Regions from separate parts of the Hordeum vulgare genome. Here region 2 is linked to region 1. A link is a contact called in public Hi-C data. All regions are on one chromosome and are shown on one strand. Each heading gives the region's core, a stretch centred on a gene start, on an enhancer-like site or on the middle of the called end of the contact. The rest is flanking DNA. Distances are from core to core; before and after follow the strand shown.

Region 1 (2,852 bases), core at 104-2,603:
CACATTCAGCCCATATGTTGTATCAAAGCAAACAACATCACCAAAGCTTCTGAAGTCAATGATTGACTTTGCATCAGCCCAGAAGAAATTTACAGCCGAATTCCCATCAGGTGCCATTCCTACTGCATAATACACTGAAGGGTTTCCCACCTGCAACCCTTCCATGTATTCCAATGCAGCACCAGCATCCCCAAGCTGCACACCCTTTCCCTGCTTCCTTCGATGCAGTTCCCCTGCACCAAGCTCGTGCACTCGAGCCCTCATCTTATGTGACCGCAGCTTGTGCACGGTCTCTGAGTTAGCGAGTGGGTGATTATGCTCCGCAAAAAAATTAGCAACCCGGTATGTTCGGCATGGGGTGATCTTGATGACCATTCTTGCCTGGCAACCTGTTCGTGTTGGTGGTGGGCCTGGCCTAGGCGTGCCTGGTGCCCCTGCACCAGCACTGGTGCTGATACTGGCCAGGCTATCGTGCTTGGCACGGTCACTGACGCCCTCACGGGAACATACAAAGATACGAGACACAATCACCCCACGCTTGCGCTTCTTATATGATCGGCGGACGCTGAAACCCACATGCTCGGCGTACCGGTTGTAGAAGGCATAGGCGTCATCTTCCGTCTCGAAGTGCATCTCTGGGCTTGGCCCGTCCCTGGGGTCCGGCAAGCTTGCGGCAGCGGCAATGCTGCGATGCGAAGAACTAGATGGAATCATTGCCAGTGATACCGCGGATGCTGCAGAGGCGAGCTGGTGGTTGTGCTCGGCAACAAATTCAGTGACACGGAAGGCATTGGCAGAAGGAAGTAGCTTGATGGTGAGGGACGCCAGGCAGCCGGTGCGTGAGTCCGGGCACCTAGGAGGCGGTGGCGGAGCAGCAACGGTGACGTTGGTCTCATCTTGAGGCTTCTTGGGTTCTTGGCGGAAGCCCTGCTTGGAGCAGACGAAGAGACGGCGGGTAACGGTGTGCCGGGAGTTCTTGGACTTGTTGGACTTGCGGACGACGAAGCCAAGGCGAGTGGCGTATGCCTTGTAGAACTCGTACGCGTCGTCCTCCGTCTCGAAGTACATGCCTATTTGGGGCGAGGTGGGGACGGCGGCATCATCCCCGGAGGCAGCAGGTGTGGAAATCGAGATTGCTTGGCCGAGAAGCGCGGGCTCATATGAGCCAGCGACAGCGGCGGCAGAGGAGGGGGAGGATGAGCCGGAGGTAGTCGGCGAGGAGTCCCCGGAGAGGGAGGCAGGGGTGTGTGCGGTGGTGGACATTAGGGTCTGTGCTAGGGTTTGGAGGAATGAAGGGGGAGAGCAGCGGGAGGAGGAAGAAGAGGTTGGATGGATTGGTTGTGGAGGCGGCGGCTATGGGTACATGTGTGTGGTTGAGGGATTGATCAGCGCCATCGTTTTCGCCGCGCTGAAAAAAATAGTCCTTTTAGCCCGCGCTAGTGTTTCGGGCGTTTCAGCGGACGCGTAAAAATAGCGTGTGCGGCATATGTAATCCAGCGCGCGGGAGGAAAACGTCATCGTGCGCCGCTGATTTGCTGCGTCCGCTCCCGCGCGCTGAACTCTCGAGCGCTCGCACGAAACTCCACCTACCCATCCAGCCGTGCCGCCGTCGCCGCCCGCGCCACCCCATTTTTTCGGCGACCGTTCCGACGCTTCCCCGGTCTCTCCTCGCGTAGCTGCGGCTTCCTCCGTCTCTCTCTAGTCAGCGCCGCCCGTCGCGTGCGGCAGTCCTCCGACGAACAGCGCCCAGCCGCACACTGCCGCTTGGCGTCCGCAAGGTGTTCGATAAGGCCCGCAAGGTATGTATTGCTTCCGTTGGGGCATAGTTTATGCCTAAGTAATTTTGGTGATTGTAGACAGTACCGTAAAGGACTAACCGTGTGTGTTAAGGTTTCAGATAACACACGTCAACGGCACAAGACGACTCGTCTCCTCATTCATGGAACGAAAGCACGACGCTCTCTACGATTCTCTTTATTTGAGTCATAGGAAAGCCGTACTATTAAGAGGGGATCCGTAGTAAAAAGGTTTGGGTGGAATCTATCTTTGCACGCGCACACTTCACATATTCTCCCTTACCTTCATTTTTGGAGCGGCCCCCGCCACTGTGTTTATTTCCTCCTTGCAAATTGGTCCCCAGCGGTAGTACCGCTGGAAGGCTAGCGGTAGTACCGCCCCTGGTCAGCGGTAGTACCGCTCCAGGAGCTTAGTACCGCCTGCCTAGCGGTAGTTCGTGGACGGACCTTTTTGCGAAGACTTTCTTGGCGGTGGTAGTGCTTTTGCACTATCAGGAGCCCAGCGGTAGTACCGCTGGAGTTCCAGCGGTAGTACCGCTAGGCGGCGGTAGTACCACTAGGCGGCGGTAGTACCGCCCCTGGTCAGCGGTAGTACCGCTGGAGTGCCAGCGGTAGTACCGCTGCAGCTCGGGCAGAGAGTGGGAAAACGGTCTGATTTCCCCCCCACTATATAAAGGGTTCTTCTAGTTGTGGAACCTTATCTCTTACCCTCTCAAGCTCCATTGTTGCTCCCTAAGCTTAAAAGTGCCCGATCTCTCTCCCTAGCCAATCAAACTTGTTGATTCTTTAGGGATTGGTTGAGAAGGCCTAGATCCACACTTCCACCAAGAGAAAAGTTGATTCCCCCACCAATCCCTTGCGAATCTTGTTACTCTTGGGTGTTTGAGCATCCTAGACGGTTGAGGTCACCTCGAAGCCATATTCCATTGTGGTGAAGCTTCGTGGTCTAGTTGGGAGCCTCCAAGTTTTGTGTGGAGTTGCCCCAACCTTGTTTGTAAAGGTTCGGTCGCCGCCTTCAAGGGAAGCTATAGTGGAATCACGGTACCTTGCATCGTG
Region 2 (2,852 bases), core at 202-2,701, 750 kb after region 1:
TGTTATTGTTGTAGACTATTTCTTACTTGGCTTACCGATTATAGTTGGTAGCATCATATAGGTTGATCACCTAGTTGTCATTTTAGAGAACCTTTATGTTGCTAACCCTAACTTGTTAAGAATAGTTAAAAAGTGGTAGTTGCCTATTCATCCCCCTCTAGTCAACCATATCGATCCTTTCATGCACGACCGCCATGATGCGCTCCCGTCGTGTGCCATCGGGGCTGCCTCCGCTGGCTGCCGCCCGGGAGGGGCTGGCCGTGCCACAGGCCTTGCTGCGTTAGCGCCGCCTCCGTCAGTTCCATAGGAAGCCACGTCGGAGGACGCTTCGTACGGGGCTCGAGCTTGGACAAGTCAGCCGAAGGAAGAGCCCGCACCATCTTCGCCGCGAGCAGGACCACGACCGCATGCACTCCACGTCGGATACCGGGAGCCGCATCGGGCGCTGCCTCGCCTCCGTCGCGGGTACGTCGTCGTCGAGGAACCGCTTTGGGCTCCGTCGCGAGCCGTGGTGGGGAGGGCGTCGTGGTCCGCGTGCCGCGAGGTCGAGGCCGGCTGTGCCCCTCCATCAACGCCGAGCCTTCGGTCTGGAGGCGCTTGCCACACCACCATGCCTCCCATAGCAATCCCGGGTCGCTGATGCGCCATGGTCGGCCATGCCGAAGAGGGCCGCTTATGCGGCCTTTGCTATCTACGTCTGGGAGAAGGGAAGGAGAGGGCGAGACCAAACCATGCTTTGGAGGACGCCGCGATCGAGCGCCGGCACCTGGGCTCGTTCGGCACGTCGCCTGCGTGTGGTCATCGGCGACGAGAACGACATCCTTGACCGCCGGGATGGCCTAATCTCTCTCGTGTTTCCTGCCATGGTCGTTCATCACGGGTTGGCCATCGGCTTCGTCAACGGCGAACGTGGAGTTGTCCTCACTTATTCGAGTCGCTGAGACGAAGGAGAGCGTGCTGATAACGTGTTAGAGTAAAACGGGATTGAATGAAAGTGAATGGACGATCAGTCCTGATTTCTATTGATTCTTAAGTATATATAAAATCTAGAAGAGATGCAAAGAAGAGATTTCTGTTCGGAGACATCCCTCCAGAACAGGTGCCTGTTGACAATATAGCAAGAAAGAGGAGACACAACTATTTAGGTTGGACACAACTCTTGATTAATTAGTCTACTAATTAATTTCTAATAATACCGAACAAGGAGGACGTGCATGATCTAATTGTGATCTCCTTCCTTGTCCGTCCGACGGAGCCCACCACCGTGCCGCTAGCCGACCAACTGGAAGAAGTCCGCAACACGTCACCGTCACCGTTCACACCGGCCCCAACTTTCACTATTCAACCCCCCGCCCCCCCCCGCCCATGCCTCACTTCACCTACCGTTCGCCCTCCTCTCCTAGACCGACCCCCCCCCCCCCCCCCCCACTGGAGCACGCGGCGCCGTCCGCATGGCGTCCCCGACCGCTGCGGCCTCCCCGACCGTTGCGCCCCCCCCCCACCCGTGCCCTCGCTGACACCACCGCGCCCTCGCCGGCCTCCCCGCCTCGCCGCCTCGCCGTCGTCAGCGTGGACGCGCCCGCGGTCTCCTCCCCGATATCCGCCCACTCCGGGGACCTCTCCGCCTGCGATGTCTCGGTGGGTGGCACTTGCTTCGGAATTGGAACTTGCCGGACTTTTCCTGCTTTCTCCTCCTTTTTCTTCTCTCGTTTTTTTACGCCGCGCGGTTTGATCGTGCAGAGCCCGTTGCTCGTGAGTAGGAGCGAGGAGTACAGGCTGATGTTCCGGCTCCCGCCGGACGAGGTAATTCACATTTGGCGGTCGCTTCCTCTGTTCGATCTAATTCTCGGCTTCTGATTCTGATGCATTGTTCTGGGGAAATTTGTGTACGAAAGTGGTTTGAACTGGGGTTGAGGGGATTTCACTCCATGTGGAAGATTCCCCACGGATAAAACTACATCATGACAAATTCGTACTTTAATCTTGGTTCTGATTAGGTTAGGGTATTGTTTATGGTTCCAATTTGGTTCCTTCAATAAAACGTGCATTATTGGTGATGGTTCAGTTATTGATGAATTTGATATAGCTTGCCGAAATTGTGTCTGACTCTGTAGCTGGCGGATTTGCCTGTCGGTATCGTAGCCTTTTTTTATGTATGAATTCAATAGCTATTTCTGTATGTGGTGGATTCAGTAGTCAGTTTGTGGTTTCATGATCTTACGGTTGATAATTAATTGAGTGACTATTTTAATTTGTTTTACGTGATCGTATTGTTCGGGGAACCAAACGGTCAACCTTTCATGTCCTATCACAGTAACATGCCAAGTTTGTCTTTTGATCAGGAAATAATTTGCCAAGTTTGTCTTTTGATCAGGAAATAATTTACCAAGTTAATCGATTGTTTATGGTTGGTCGCGAGGTAGGATTTTGGATTATTCTGTAGAATTGAATAGAGCACGGTATCAAGTTTTGTAACCATGCTTTGGATCGCACACGTTCATAGTCACAAAGCGATCTCACATGATATTTCATCAATTTAATGTTTGGATGTTAATTAGTTATTGTTGTTATTGCAGGTTCTTGTGCAAGATTTTAACTGTGCCCTCCAAGAAAATATTCTTCTTCAGGTTTTTTCCTTTATTCACTTCAACTTATGTGCTCGTCTCCCAAATTAAACTAGAGTATATGCATCTGTGTTACTCCCATGATCATAGGTTGCCTGTATTTAGTGATCATGCATAGTCTAACAATCAACTATATTGGAATTTGACTAGTTATAATTGACACAACTCACACTGCGTGCAACTATGTTGGTCTAGATTTATCTCTGTTTGAACTTGCTTGCAGATATG

Evidence for each region. Hi-C and Micro-C count contacts between places; a contact is called where the count stands out from the background.
Region 2: a contact with region 1 is called in a Hi-C map of seedling, with 5 times the contacts expected there. The contact joins the promoter of LOC123426019 here to the promoter of LOC123426017 in region 1. A contact is called at or near these places in 3 of 6 Hi-C or Micro-C datasets (leaf and seedling) and 1 of 1 datasets of contacts at active chromatin or transcription factors (embryo).

The regions. Positions count from the first base shown.
Region 1 is chr2H:254,244,570-254,247,421 of MorexV3_pseudomolecules_assembly, forward strand. LOC123426017 (protein FAR1-RELATED SEQUENCE 5-like) reads right to left here and starts at 1,354. Exons shown (of 4, transcript XM_045109796.1): 1 at 1-1,354. The coding sequence starts at 1,263.
Region 2 is chr2H:254,995,926-254,998,777 of MorexV3_pseudomolecules_assembly, forward strand. It overlaps LOC123426019 (protein VASCULAR ASSOCIATED DEATH 1, chloroplastic), which reads left to right and starts at 1,452. Exons shown (of 19, transcript XM_045109798.1): 1 at 1,452-1,496; 2 at 1,498-1,638; 3 at 1,741-1,803; 4 at 2,577-2,627. The coding sequence starts at 1,452.